Regions from separate parts of the Anser cygnoides genome. Here regions 2, 3, 4 and 5 are each linked to region 1. The links are chromatin contacts, called in public Hi-C maps. All regions are on one chromosome and are shown on one strand. Each heading gives the region's core, a stretch centred on a gene start, on an enhancer-like site or on the middle of the called end of the contact. The rest is flanking DNA. Distances are from core to core; before and after follow the strand shown. Region 1 holds the start of FN1 (fibronectin 1). Region 2 overlaps ATIC (5-aminoimidazole-4-carboxamide ribonucleotide formyltransferase/IMP cyclohydrolase). Region 3 overlaps LOC106034489. Region 4 overlaps LOC106034489. Region 5 overlaps LOC106034489.

Region 1 (2,700 bases), core at 5-2,504:
CTTGTATCTCTAGAGCAACATAAAGGAATTATAGCAAACCAGTGGCTTCAGACCAATAAAGATAGAGAGTGTGCATCTGATTATCTGAGCTACATTGCATCTCAGAGAGACGCATCTTCCAGCAGACGTTGTATTTAAAGTTTTTTTCTGTTACCTAAACTTTTTCTGCAGGAGACTAAACAATCTCATTTTACACTCAATTACAGCAAGCTCACAGCACGGCTGGGGAGCTGTGGAAAGTTGTAAGTTGAAATATTTTTAAACAAGCTGACGACACTGCACAGCTATGAAAAGTTGGGGTGAAGCAATCAAACTGTACAGAGCCAGAGCTGCAAAGTGACTCCAGATTTGAACTTCCCCGTGCGAGTCGAGGAGTCAGCTCAGTTCGTTATAAAGAAGAGGCTGGCTCCAAAGTTAACGTTTAGATCCAATCCTCCAGAGAGAGGAGTGATGTTTGGCTCAGGGTTCTGGTGGCATGCCCATCTCTAATGAAAAGCATTTCTTAAAATCCCAAGCCAGATCTTCAATGTAAGTGAGCGTAGATCCGTTACTGACCCTAAGTACCAAACTTCAGCTGAAAACCCTGTCTGCCGGTTGTAACCCACCACAGCACCTAGCCTACTTGGCTTCAAGAGCCCTTTGGGGGACTTGGTGCCAAAAAAAACCCCACTACCAACTTACGTTCAGGCTTGCTTTCGCAGTTAAACCCTCTGCTCCCGCCATAGCAGGTACAGACCAGTGTGTTCCCCAGGTAGATGCGCTCCCACTGCTGGTTTATCTGATAGTACCTTCCATTGTCAAAACAGGTCTCTGGGGAGAGAAGAAAGAAGTTTCCCATCAGCGAGACCCCAAAACACGTCTCTGGGCAGGCGAGAGGAGAGAAGAAAGAAGTCTCGCATCGCCGAGACCTCCACCCCGGAGACCCCCACCCGCAGAGGGAAGGCGACCACCGGTGAGAAGCCCCCCCCCCGGGGACCACCCCCTGAGGACGAAACCTGCTGCTAGCCACCCAGCCCTGCCCGCTAGCCCTTTGGTACTCACGCTTGCCCTGCGCTGGGCTGGTTTGGGGCACGGTGGGGGTCTGCGCCTGCCTCCGGCTCTTCCCTCCCCGCCGCTGCCCCGCGCCCCCTCCCGCTGCCACCCCCAGGCAGAGGGCGAGCAGCGCCAGCCGCCACCCGTTTCGGCACGGCATCCTCCGGGCACGGCTCGGCACGGCTCGGCAACAGGGGCTGCTCGCAGGCAGCCCGACGGATGGGGCAGCGGCGCCGCCCGGGCGCTATATAGGGCGGGAGGCACGGGGAGGGGGGGAGCCGCCGCCGCCCCGGAGCCCATTGGACTCGGAGCAGCCGGGGGCCGGCCGGGGGTTGCTGCCACCGCCCTACAGAGCAGAGCACAGCCCGCCCGGCAGCCCTAAAGCAGCCCCAAAAGGGCTGGGGTTCGGCCGGCTGGGGGCTGCCTGCCCCGGGGAGGGGTGTGGGGACGAGAGGAGAGAGGGCTGGGAGGCGGTCGTACCGCTTTGTGGGGCTTTTGGTGGGGCTTTGCAAAATGGCTTAGCAAAATGGCTCTTTTTCTTCTTTTCTTTTCAGAGGGGAAAACTTTTCTTTCTTTAGAGCGACGCTGTAAGCTGATACGCCTCGGTTCAGGAGGAATAATGTTCTGCACGGGGGGAGAAGGTGAGGCGGAACGCGTGTGTGCAGGTTGGAAACAGGAAACCCCAAGTGGAGTTTTGCCTGCTGCTAGTGGCTCAAAGTTAGAAGTTTTCACACCCCCTTTGGAAAAAATGGTGCCACTTATGTTCAAAATAAGTTTAATAGCCTCTTAATCTGATATTTTTTCTTACTCTCCAAAATCAACTCTGAGAACAAAAGAAAAGTGAAAACTTATTAGGCTTTGTACCCCCTTTACATATATGGGATCTTCAGTGTGATGATCTAACTTAACGAGGCTGTATACAAATGTTATCACTCTCTTTTGGCATCTCTGCTGCTTGGGGGGTTCTCTTTTCCCTACGTTGAAGGAAAGCTGCAAGGCAGAGAGCACACACTGTAATGGTGGCCCTAAAGCAGGAAGCTGCTTGGGAGGAAAGCATCGTGCGCTCCCTGCTCTGGTACAGCAGCTGGACCGGTCCTCGAGTTCAGATCGTATAGGAAGGTTGCATTGCTAACCGTTTTCATGATGACTTCACGTGCATACTCCATCTTTGCAAAGGGATTGTTGATCTAATAGTCTGCTCTGGCTCCTGATTTATTAAAACGACTCTGACAAACATGAGCATGAAGTAGCCTACGGTGTTTCCAAGAATCTTAAGCCAAACACCTACAGGTCTCCTTGAGGGTTCTTTAGTGAGTTGGGCACCAAGCTCTAGTCGCACTTAGGGCAAACTGGTTGTATTACCTCACCGAAATGCAGGCAGTAATATCCAGCTTGGGATGGAGACTGTTCCTCTAGGCAGTGTACAGGTCCAGCACATGCGTTGTTCCAGGAAAGCAAATAGTTGTGCTGTCAGGTGTGTCTTTTCTAAGAAATTTCTCTTCCTTCCTATGAGGAACTTCCACAGACCCATTAACATGAGCTTCCCTGCTGAAAGGTTACTGGAAATTGAAACCTGACCTAGCAATTGAGGTGAGCTGTGGTGAGCTAATTCCCATCTTTCCTAATTTTTATTTTTAGATACACTGCACTGCATTTTTATTGAGTTAC
Region 2 (2,700 bases), core at 85-2,584, 67 kb before region 1:
GCAGTGAAGGAAGACAGAATACCTGAGCTATGCAAATCTTTAAAGGTGCATGGGATTGAGGTAGGATTTTTCATTCTTGTTGCTCTCATGGCCTATTTTTTTTGCTGTGGAATTAAATTACTAGTTCTCTTGGAAATTGGCTGGGTTGTGGGAGCAAAGACTTCTCTCTGCATTATGCCGTAGCTGGATAAGTTACTAGAAAATGTGATTTTTGCAGGTGCTGATCGGATGTCTTCTTTTGGTGACTTCATTGCCTTGTCTGATGTCTGCGATGTGCCTACTGCTAAGATTATTTCCAGAGAGGTTAGTTAACAAGCAGCAAATCTTAGAGGTAGAAGGGAAAATCTCAATAGCTGGAGCCACTGGTTTGTAGCAGCCGTTCTGTTTGAATTTGACCTGTTTACTTAAGACTCTATATTGATTCATTTGTGTAATTCAGTGTGTGGGGTGCAGAATTTACACCTCTCTCTTGATGCTCTCTTCCTTCTGCCTGGCTGCATGGCAGAGCTTGTGAAATCGTGATGCTTGAAACGATGCTGTCCAAGAGGTGATTGCAAACATCCGTCTCCCAGTAGGCCCCTGGAAAGGAGCCCTGATTGTGCTCTCAGGAGGATCTGCTTGAAAGGCTGCAGTTGGAAGAGTAGGGGGCTGGAGCCTCTTGCCCCAGGCAGGAATGTGGATGTAGATTGCTGCCTGCCGGTTGGTACAAGTTACCTATTGGCTCAGCTGCTTCCCAGGCTGCACTTTAAACTTCGCTGGGTTCATCTTTAACTCCATAGCTAACCGCATTGCACAAGTTTAAAAGCAGAGTTAAACAACAGGGAGTTAATGCTTTACCAGGCACGTTCATCCTGTTCCATGCTGCTTATGGTTTTGTTGGAGGGGAAAGCACAACACGAAAAGCTGTCTTGTATACTGGAGATTTCTTCTCAGAAAAAAAATGAAAGGTCACATTTGACTTGTTTGTGAGGGCAACATTTGGAACACTACCTATTAAGAAACAAAGCAAAAATTAAAAAATGTTGGGTGATGAGAATGTGAAAGAAGTATACAACTTCATGGCACTGAGTAACTCTTCCTAGCTTCAGCACTTTTAAGGCAAAACAAAACTACTCTTTTAGCTCTTTTGCCAATATTTTGTCATCAGGAGGGTGACTGCTGAAATAGGGATTTTTATATATATATATTTTTTTGAGGCATGTTTCCTGTTAGAGCTGAGAAGTAGGGATGTCCTCCACCAGCAGTTTTCCTCCTGGAGGGATACATTAGTTACTAGTTCTGTTGTGTATGAAGTGATTGATTGTGCAACAGCTTTCACTAACTCTGCTAAGAGCTGCCAGTGCTCTGCTGTTTCCTGTTTGAAAGGCTGGAACAGATATTGTAGTGGTATTATATGGTACAGACAGACCCTGACAGGTCAGCCTCCATCCTTTTGGTTATGAGAGGAAGAGGTTTTGGCATTAGCTCCTCTCTTTTTCACATGGACACTGAGATCTCTGTGTGTTGCAGGTATCTGATGGCGTGGTAGCTCCTGGATACGAGGAAGAAGCCCTCAAAATTCTTGCCAAAAAGAAAAATGGTAGTTACTGCGTCCTCCAGGTTTGTATTCCTGCTACACTGTAACCCTCTGATGCTCTTCCTGTATCTGCTTTTCACAGGCGCTAGTGTCCAGATTGCTTTGGGGTATCTGGACTAGGGAATCCAGGCTTCCCTGCAACATAAGGAAATGTTTCCTGGTTTTTGGGGGATTCCTTCAAAATCATCCACTTCTGGTGACTGGACTGACAGATTAATAATGCTGTCAGAGCAGCCAAAAAGGTCCCGCTTCTGCTTGAATCTGAGACAAACCTGCACAGAACTTTACTAGAACATCGCAGAAAGAAGAGCCAAGGGTTACCTGAAGTTGCAATTGTAGTGTTACTACCGAGGGAGCTGTAGAAGGTGGCTCAGGAGCTTGAGGCAGGCAGGAATGAAATTGCAGACAATCTTGGCAGGCGATTACCTCCTGAATTCAATTAGCTTTGCAAGGATGAGGTCAGATTGGTTAAGACTGTAGCTTTAGGGCCTGTCTGAACAGGGATGCTAAGCAAAGTTGATCTGGACAAACTTAAATGGGTTAGGGAAGCCATATAAAGTGTGTGCACGCTTGTATTTAAAGCTGGGAGCCTTAATCTGGTTTACTTCATGCCTCAATTACCTGAAGAGGGGCTACCAAAGTTCTAAATAAGCCTATGCATGGGTAGACCTTAACGAAGCTTAACAGTTCCATTTAACTTGGCCCCTTACACCTGTACAGCTTAATTGTGCTGCATGCTTGCATAGATGAGCCCCAGGAGAGTGAATCTCTGGAAATAATCACGTTCGCTGTTTTCTTTAATGTCAAGTGGCTTGGAAATTGTACCTTAAGGCATATATGAAAGCACTTAAAATATTTGTGACGTTCCTGTGGTGGACTACAAGACTCTTTGTGCAGAAGTTCCTACCTTTCTGTAAAGACTGGAAGGCTGTAGAATTTTGTGGCTTGCACCATGGACGCTTTAACTTTTAAGTGCTTTAACTGGCCTATCTGTTGGCTTTTAGATGGACCCAGCTTACGAGCCCGATGACACTGAGATTCGGACCCTCTTTGGACTGCATCTCATGCAGAAGAGGAACAATGCAGTCATCGACCGGTCATTGTTCAAGAACATTGTTACAAAG
Region 3 (2,700 bases), core at 3-2,502, 75 kb after region 1:
TGGGAATGCGATAGTGATAAGGCCTGAGGAGATGTTTAATGATAAGACTCCATCACTTGATACCGGAATGGTAAAATGGCAAACAGCTGAGAGGTTATTTTCCCTAAAAGCTAATACACTGAAAAAAAATGTGTCTTTCTACTGACTAATGCTTTATGAAGCCATGTGTGTATGCAGACATAGTCCAATGGGTGCCAGCAGCGTGGAAGATAACTTTGTGATTAAGCCTTTTCCTGGATTAGGTTGAGCTTGCAGGGCCCACAATAAATCCTGCAGCAGTAAGAGCACTTAACCCTGTCATATTCCACGTTAGCTAGAAATTTATAGGGCTCCTAAAACACGGGGGTTTATATGATTGTCGGGTGACGTAGGCGAGGCTCAAACAATGTCACTGAAGTCAGTAGTGTTATCTCTGGGTAAAATTGACAAGACTTTGGTCAGATAATCACCTATGAGTGGATTTGTATAGATGTGAGTGGGAGGAAGGAGAAAGCATGGCAGAAGGGGAGTTACCACCACTGCTAGATCCTTTTTCCTTGTCCTGTCTTGCTGCTGGGAACTTGTTTCTGGCAGCATCCCTCTCCAGAGGAGCTGCAATAAATGTCAAGCGCTGTGCTGTGGGACTGGGGGAGCTGCCTGAACAGGGGGGCAGCTCTCATCTGCCTGACCAAGCCCCTTGTTCACACCTGAGCAGCCTGCAGAATAAGGTATTGGTGGGCCTTGGGTCAGTCTACTGACACCCTACAGAGTGAGCATCTTCTGCAGAGCCCCGGTCTGAATACGGAGGGGATAACCCAGCCCTGAAGTGCAGCGAAGCAGCTCCACAGCTTCACTCAGTCACCTCATTTCCAAACCAGCAGTGACACGAGCGGTGATCGTCAGAGCGGGCTCAGCTCTACAAACACAGGAGCACGCTGAAACGGGTGATGGTTTGCTCTTTTTCTGCCGACAGCTCTTAACAGAAACCACTCCTCTGGTCCCCAGATCCACCCATGAACACTATGAGCTCAGAAACGAGGCCTGAAGCCAAACCATTCTTGGTATTGGTTTTGCAAAAGCAAACAAAAAACAAGTAATGAGGTCTGTCCAGCTGTTTTTAACCCATTTCTAATTATAGCATGTTTTCTTAATGTGATGAATTTCTCCCGTCACCCTGGTGGGATCGCTCCGACGGCCATCAGGCTCTGGCTGAGCCCAGGAGCAGGGACCTGTGTTTCCCAACACCGTACAAAGCACTGCTTGTCTGCCAGGGAGGTTTTTTGGCTACGTGCTGTGCAGGAGCCATGGGCTCAGGTGCTCACGCTCGCTCCTTTTGGGCTTGCGTAACGGGGTCGATGGCCTCTTTGCACTTGCTCTGCATCGCCAGCGGGTCATGGCTGGGACTGGGATGCTCTCAGGCCACCTGGGATTTGTTATCTGCTGCAGAGGGACCTCAGGGAGTGCCACAAGCCCCTCAGGACCTAGAGCTGGATGTTGCCACTGCCTTTTAGCTCCTGTACTCCATGGGCTGTGAGCACCCCACACACCCCGTGGATATCCCACGTCAGCCTGGAATGAAGACCCCCATCAGCTGTGGCTCCTCTGACCATTTCTGTTTAACTAAATCAAAAGGGATTGTTGCCTGGCCAGCTGGCAGAGTATGTTTGCATGTCTACAAGACAGAGAGAGGTGAAAAATAGCCAAAAGAAATACCAAAATATAGAACAGAATATACAAAAATACCAGAAAGAAAATAAAATCATTCATGGATTGCCTGAATGCTTTCTGATTTTTTAGCCAAATTCCATTTGGTTAAAATTTTCAATTTTCCTAATATTGAATGAAATTAAAAACCAAGATTCAGCCCAAGCATCCTTTGGAGTTTGTCATTTATGCCCCACGAAGGATATCCTGAGAACAAATTTTGACCATGTCTGCGTTCACAATAATGGCCTCTGCAGCAGACAGCAGTTGGCTTTTTTTGCTTGCCCTTGCAGTAAAATCACAGAACTGTAGGGGTTGGAAGGGACCTTAAGAGATCATCAGGTCCAACCCCCAAATCAAAAAAAAATCAAGCTTCTGAGTAGGGTCTTGCTTTGGAGGACACAGACAACCTGATCCCTGTAACTTGTTTTAGCAGAGCAGCCAATCCCACCATAAAGAATTTGCAGAAATGCGTGTAGTGTATTTGGGTTCTGCGGAGGATTTTTGTGTTTGGGTTGTGTGTTTTTTTCTTTTTTTCTTTTTTTTTTCTGAAATCATCCAACATCCTTTTTCCCGTAGTAATTATACTATAAGCGTTTAAGTGGGTAAGCAGTGCCAATGCAAACCCTACTAAAATATCATTTTTCATGTCCATCCTGCCGGCAGGGCTTAAACTTAATGACTCATGTGAATCTCTGTTCCTCTCTCCCAGTGGGAGCTAATAAATCCTAACAGAGTAGCTGATGCCTAATGGAGTGTTTTCCTAAATAACTTTAGGAAAGGTGGAGGAAACGAGCTCTGCTAGGACTCTCGTAGGAGGACACAAATGCCAGAAGGTTGAAGGAAGCTGTGAAGCGTTGAGGAACTTGTGGTTCATGGCAGGCTGTATTCCTTGCCCTCACTTACCAGGATTTGGGAGCACTGGATTGTAGAAGTGATAGTCCTGGAGAAAATGGGGCAGCATCTCATGTTTGTGATCCTGAGTGGCTGCCGGAAGGTGCTGCTTTCAGACCTACC
Region 4 (2,700 bases), core at 1-2,500, 120 kb after region 1:
ACTCAGCAGGCAGTCTTGGAGAGTAAGCAGAGGAAAGTGTTGCTTAACGTGTAACCAAAATCATCCCTGGTGCAATGTAAGCCTATTACTACTCTGACTGTCTACCATGACTGCTGAGGAAGGATTAATCCATTCTTTGTCCTGTATGTAGTTGAAGGGCGTAATCATCCATCTTCTAGACTAAACAACCTTCATTCTTTCACTCTTTCCTCATAAATTGTGTCTTCTGGCCTTTCTTAATGTTCCCTCTTGGACTTTCTCCAGTTAACTCACATCTTCGAGAGCTCAGTGCCCAGGACTGCTCTGCGTTCGACGTCGAATCGCAGCCTGCGTTTGTGAATCTGGAGGTCTGGGGTTCCCCAAGGCTCATTTGGGGCAGAGCTAAGTAAATTTGCCTCTTGGAGAATGGAAGTAATAAGAAAGGACATGCCAAGAGGAGGCATCCAAATGCCAGTGGCCTCTCCATCAGTCTGCCATCCTCGTGTTATTAGCACACAATTTCTGCTTCCCAACAGCTTACACCCAATGCGTGTAATCTTTTGAGATCCAGATCTCTTTTATTGCTGATCTCAGGGCCATGACTAAAATCAGCATTGTTTTGTCCAGCTCCTAGTCTTTAAAGGCATTTTCCTCCTTCCTCCCCCCACAATCTTTTCTTTTCCTTTTCCCATTACCAATCCGTACGGTTAATGATTTAAAGTCTGGGTCACAGGCACTTGAGCACAAGCTTTGAGCCTGGCTTTGGTGAGAGCAGCTGAACAAGGGACTAAACATTTATAGGGTCAGGAGCTCCAGGGGCATTAACATCTGCTCAGGCTCCATCTTCCCACAGAGCCACATCCCCTGCCACCAGAGGATGGCTAGGGCTGGCCTGGGACTAAGCAATTGCTAATGTAATAGCTTAGGTTGCTCCACAGCTTTAACGTTCATTTTTAAACATCCTTTTATTTATTTTAGGAGAATCCTACTCACTGAAAGGTAAGTGTTAGCTTTTTTGTTTTCTTTTCTTACTGCAGCATCCTCGTGGTGAGGACAAAGCCCAGCCTTTGTTTATACCGGGAAAAGTGCAGATAGCACTTGTTTACTCGATGTGGATATCCCTACCTGGCAGCTAGGCAAAGTCCCCAAAAAGCAAACACAGGGGAGTGAGGTGGTGTCCTTAAATAAAAGCAGGATGGCCACGCTGCGCGTCGAGCCGAATGCTTCGCATAGCTGTGCTGTCAGCAAATACAGCGAGCCAGAGGGCAGGCAACCAGTCGCTAGCACGGCTTCTTTCTGAGCTCTTATTTGCCTTCCCATTTGTTATCTTGGACATAAAGAGGTCTGTAAGCCAGGGATTTGGGCAGTTAACCTCAAATAAACCCTAAAAGACCTACTTCACTGAAGTGTAACAGCGTCTGTTGAATTTAATGGAGCTGGGCTAGCTCTCACCGAGGGTGATTTGGCCTCTGAAAGCTTGCTGTTTCCTGGAAGCTAATGGCATTTGTTGGTCATCTCTTTTGCTTTGCGTGCAACTTTGATTACTGCCTTTGTCTGCTGGCTTTATGCACGTCTCCTCCGCAAAGTGCGCGTGTGCATGTGTGCAAGAGGAGCCGGCAGCGGAGGGATGGACCACTGTCAAGGCAGGCGTTTGCTTCGGCTGTGAAGTCGCCTTTATAAGCTCAGACAGACAGCAAATATTTGATGAGGAGCAAGAGAATCAGGTATGCTGCTTGACAAAATGGATAGCCCCGAAAGCGGTGCTGTGACTCACCAGCAGATCATTTCATAGCCTCACCCGGCCCTGTGGCTTCAAAACGCTATTTAGGATCAAAGCATCTTCCAAACAGTCGGGGTTGTTTCCTTAAACAAAACCAAATCATGCTTTATAAGGTCAGCGAGCTCCCAAAGAGCCAGTTGGTGGACTGCAGCTGCAGATGGAGCGCTGTGGCATGAAGTGAAACTGCTCGGAGAGGCTGTCAGCAGCTGGCGCTGACGGGGAGAGCCGGGCGTGGGAGCCCATTTCTATTTCTCTTTTCTCCTTTCTACAGGTTGGTGATTCACTGATGGGTGAAGGAAACTCACAGCCACCCGAAGTCCCACTCTCAGCTCTCGGCACGTAGAGTAGCACAAATCATTTCCAGCTCAACTCGACTTCTCGAGGTTTCAGGCTGGAAAATAACCCCCACCATGGGTCGCTGGGAGACAGGAATTGTATTTAAGCACGGGCTTTGGCCAAGCGAAAAGTTATCCAAATGTGGCTGTTCTTTTGCTCTGTGTAATGACTAGCAATTGAGAGATCATTGAAATAAAATACAAATCCAGCAATTTGGAGGCCCTGGAAGATAAAAAGCCTGACTGCATCTGTCTCGCCTCCTAAAAGCACCAAGCTGTTCACTGTTTGATACAGCATCCAGACGTGGGGCTTCTGATGTGAGCTGAGAGCAGCAAATCAGAGGAATTAAAGCATCCCCCACTCTGAGGGACAGCCTCTGGACAAAGACCAAAGTGGCCCCAGCTCCTATGGGAAAAGCTTGTCCAAGGACAGGCGGGAGCAGAGTGAATTAAATCTCTTTTGAAGCCTTATTTTTAATATAGGCAGATCCAAGCCACAAGCTGGGAATTCAGGAGGCCATGTGCCATTCCCTGGTGGTCCCTGATGTCTGGCAGGATTTGTTTCTGAAGTGCTTCACCTTCCCAAATGCTGATGTCTCTCCTGCT
Region 5 (2,700 bases), core at 167-2,666, 100 kb after region 1:
CTTGGGAAAGAGCTTGTGAGCATCGTAAAGGCATGTGGCTTCTGGCTTCCAGGAGGTTTTGGTGTGCTGGCATCAGAGCTTTTGTCTATCCCCCTCATAATAGGCGAGCGTCTCACTGTCTGTAACACATCCCCCTTCCTCAAACCCTGTATTTCGGTGTGGAAAAGGCAGTAGAGGGTGTCTTATCTCCAGATTTACAGGGGACTTGCTGCAAGGGCTGAACCCAGGCCTCCCAAGCTCCAGGCTCAGCCTCACATCACCAGCAGCTCCTGCCCTCTTCCTCCACAGCCGCCGGGCCGGAAAAAGCTGTGGCCATAATCTGGTGTTAAATCTCTTCTGATCAAGTAGCTTTGCTCTTAACAAAATAATCCTATAGAATGACTTGGCTCTCAGCTGGGAGCAGTAGGAAGATCTGGGCAGTGTATTACAGGCAGGGCACAGCACCAGGAAATTAAGCTTTATTATGTGTGCTCTGGCAGCGGAGCGCACACAGAAGTGATGTTTATGGCATTCGTGCCACCGTTCTTTCTTAATTCCTAATTCTTTTCCTATCACAGTATGGTTGGGATGTTCTCTTAGGGGAAAGCAAGGCTAATTTCTGTTTTTTATTTCTGTTTTTTTTATTTTTTATTTTTTATTTTTTGTTGTCGTTGGTTTTTTTAAGCTGACAGATGAACCAAGGGCTCTGCCCTGCCTGTCTGTGTTCACTCCTGGAGCGAGCAAGTCAGATGGGGCAAGAGCCAGACCTATCAAAGGTAGGTTCAACACCAAAATTGCTCCAGCTTGATCCCCTGACACCCACTGTCCTCTTCTGCTGACAGCCATGAGGCCGAGACCACCAGTATGTTCCCTTCTTGGAGCCCAGGGCTGTCAGGGTTCGGAGGCAGGGCAGTCATTGTGGTGAGCATCACCACTGCTGCCCAGACCCACAGAGTAAGGGGCAGGGGAGTCCCTTTGAGACCAGCTTGTCTGGCATATGGGAGCTCGTTAATCAGGCTGCAGATTAGTAATCTGGTGTTTAAAAGCATTATCATACTTTTTCCTCCCAGCTTTAGGAGCCTGGTAGTGGTAATTAAAGTCCGAAGCCCTGGTTTCAGTTCCTTTCTAATTTAAAGATTAGATACCAGCTATACTGAAAATCTTTTTCCATTTACCTTTGCCAAATCTTGAAAAAAAAGTGGAGTCATGACCCAAAGCAAAATCTCCAGCCCCTGTTAAGTCGCTGGCATGCTCCTTTGCCTCTGAGAAAGTCAGTTACATTGGGGTTTTCCCATATTTTGTTGTAGGGCATCGTAGTACTGATGATCAGAGAACCTGTCTCCAAAGATCTGTTCCATGGAAACAGTCATGATTTTCAGATGAAAATTTTAATTTCCTTCTCTGGAAATAACAGTGCTTACTGAACTTTCAGTTAGTTTTCGTCCATGTTTGTGAAATATTTTGCTGAACGTGGCCAAAAGGAGGGGCATAGAGGGCAGACCGGTAGTTTTCAGTACAAAAAAATCCTGAGAAAATTTTCAGGGGAAAATGAGGAGATGCCTTCAGTTCATCAGAGTGTAAAGGGCTCAGCCAGCTTGAGACTTCCCTATTTCAGATATGGTGCAGATACCCAATAAAGTCAACTCTTCTCACCTCTAGAGCTGCAAATGACACATTTATAATAGGATCCTCAGGAACAAGGGGCTCCGGGTTCAGCCTGAGTTTTTTAACACTTCTCAGGCTCTGTGTGAGCTTGAGCCTTCTCTTCATTCACCACGTTAATGCTAAACGCTGCTGAAACCACCAGGTCTCCCTCCAATAGATTTCCTATTAAAACTATTTATTTTACAGGATCTCTCTGTTCCCAAATATATACTAGTTTAACATTTCTGGAAAAGGTTTGGCTAGGCTTCCTCGGAACTGGACCTTTGCTCCCTCCCAAGGTTCATGAACCTTCACAACTCTCTAGGTGAACTCAGCCTGACTTTCCCATATATAACCAAATCCCAGGCCAGGTCAGTCTCATTTGGTTTCGTGTTTCACTATAGGCATTTTTTCACAGCTCCAGTTTTAAAGACCTGAGCGTGGGACAGATACAGGGCTCCCATAAATGCAGGCCATGGCCATGATAATCTTTGTGCATCCCATTTGTTGTATATGATGTTGAAATGTATTTCCCTGTAGCAAAATCCTGGAGTCACTGGGATGTGAATTACTAGCAAAGCAGAAATGGAAGAGGAGTGTTTATGGTTCATATGTTAAAATAATTCCTCCAAGGTTTGATGTACTCCCAGCCTCACACTAATTCTGTTTGGTCTGAGGCATTGTGAGTTTGCAAAAGTACCCAAAACGTTGAGGGAGGAAGCTCAGTTTGTTCTGAAATGACCACAAAAGGGCAAAGGCATTGGCTAGAAATGCACGCTATAATGCATAGTATGCAAAGTCTGCCAAAAAGTCTGAATTAGACAATTCTCTCCTGCTGTTTCCTTATAAGAGCCCAAAGAGGCGGTGCTTTATGTCAAGAAGCATGAGTCAATCCTCAGAGGAGGATGCTCAAATGGAAAACAGATCGGAGGAGGGCTCTGCAGGCTGTGCTGCTGCAGGTCCTGTCCCTTGAAGTGAAAAGCAGAGGAAGGGAGGAAAAATGGGATCGGTAACAAATGATGTGATGGCAGAGTGTCAATCACAGCGGAATTTCAGCCTGGCCCCGTATTACAGCGG

What was found. Hi-C and Micro-C count contacts between places; a contact is called where the count stands out from the background.
Region 2: a contact with region 1 is called in a Hi-C map of liver, with 1.9 times the contacts expected there. The contact joins the enhancer-like site here to the promoter of FN1 in region 1. A contact is called at or near these places in 2 of 7 Hi-C or Micro-C datasets (both in liver).
Region 3: a contact with region 1 is called in a Hi-C map of liver, with 2.3 times the contacts expected there. The contact joins the enhancer-like site here to the promoter of FN1 in region 1. A contact is called at or near these places in 2 of 7 Hi-C or Micro-C datasets (both in liver).
Region 4: a Hi-C map of liver shows a contact between it and region 1, with 1.8 times the contacts expected there. The contact joins the enhancer-like site here to the promoter of FN1 in region 1. A contact is called at or near these places in 3 of 7 Hi-C or Micro-C datasets (granulosa cells and liver).
Region 5: a contact with region 1 is called in a Hi-C map of liver, with 6 times the contacts expected there. The contact joins the enhancer-like site here to the promoter of FN1 in region 1. A contact is called at or near these places in 2 of 7 Hi-C or Micro-C datasets (both in liver).

Annotation. Positions count from the first base shown.
Region 1 is chr6:10,578,434-10,581,133 of Taihu_goose_T2T_genome, forward strand. It overlaps FN1 (fibronectin 1), which reads right to left and starts at 1,255. Exons shown (of 46, transcript XM_048058515.2): 1 at 1,042-1,255; 2 at 682-810. The coding sequence starts at 1,192.
Region 2 is chr6:10,511,212-10,513,911 of Taihu_goose_T2T_genome, forward strand. ATIC (5-aminoimidazole-4-carboxamide ribonucleotide formyltransferase/IMP cyclohydrolase) reads left to right here. Exons shown (of 16, transcript XM_013178608.3): 10 at 218-303; 11 at 1,510-1,599; 12 at 2,581-2,700. Among named protein-coding and RNA genes, the nearest start is that of ABCA12, 12 kb to the left of the region's middle. Within about 2 kb of position 1,335, at least 2 of the 3 cell types and tissues checked have open chromatin away from gene starts, as enhancers often do. A contact at or near this core is called in liver, where this site is marked.
Region 3 is chr6:10,653,174-10,655,873 of Taihu_goose_T2T_genome, forward strand. The region is part of intron 5 of LOC106034489; the gene reads left to right. Among named protein-coding and RNA genes, the nearest start is that of MREG, 72 kb to the right of the region's middle. Within about 2 kb of position 1,253, at least 2 of the 3 cell types and tissues checked have open chromatin away from gene starts, as enhancers often do. A contact at or near this core is called in liver, where this site is marked.
Region 4 is chr6:10,703,316-10,706,015 of Taihu_goose_T2T_genome, forward strand. All of the region lies in intron 15 of LOC106034489, which reads left to right. Among named protein-coding and RNA genes, the nearest start is that of MREG, 22 kb to the right of the region's middle. Within about 2 kb of position 1,251, at least 2 of the 3 cell types and tissues checked have open chromatin away from gene starts, as enhancers often do. A contact at or near this core is called in liver, where this site is marked.
Region 5 is chr6:10,681,440-10,684,139 of Taihu_goose_T2T_genome, forward strand. It overlaps LOC106034489, which reads left to right. Exons shown (of 21, transcript XM_066999647.1): 9 at 665-755. Among named protein-coding and RNA genes, the nearest start is that of MREG, 44 kb to the right of the region's middle. Within about 2 kb of position 1,417, at least 2 of the 3 cell types and tissues checked have open chromatin away from gene starts, as enhancers often do. A contact at or near this core is called in liver, where this site is marked.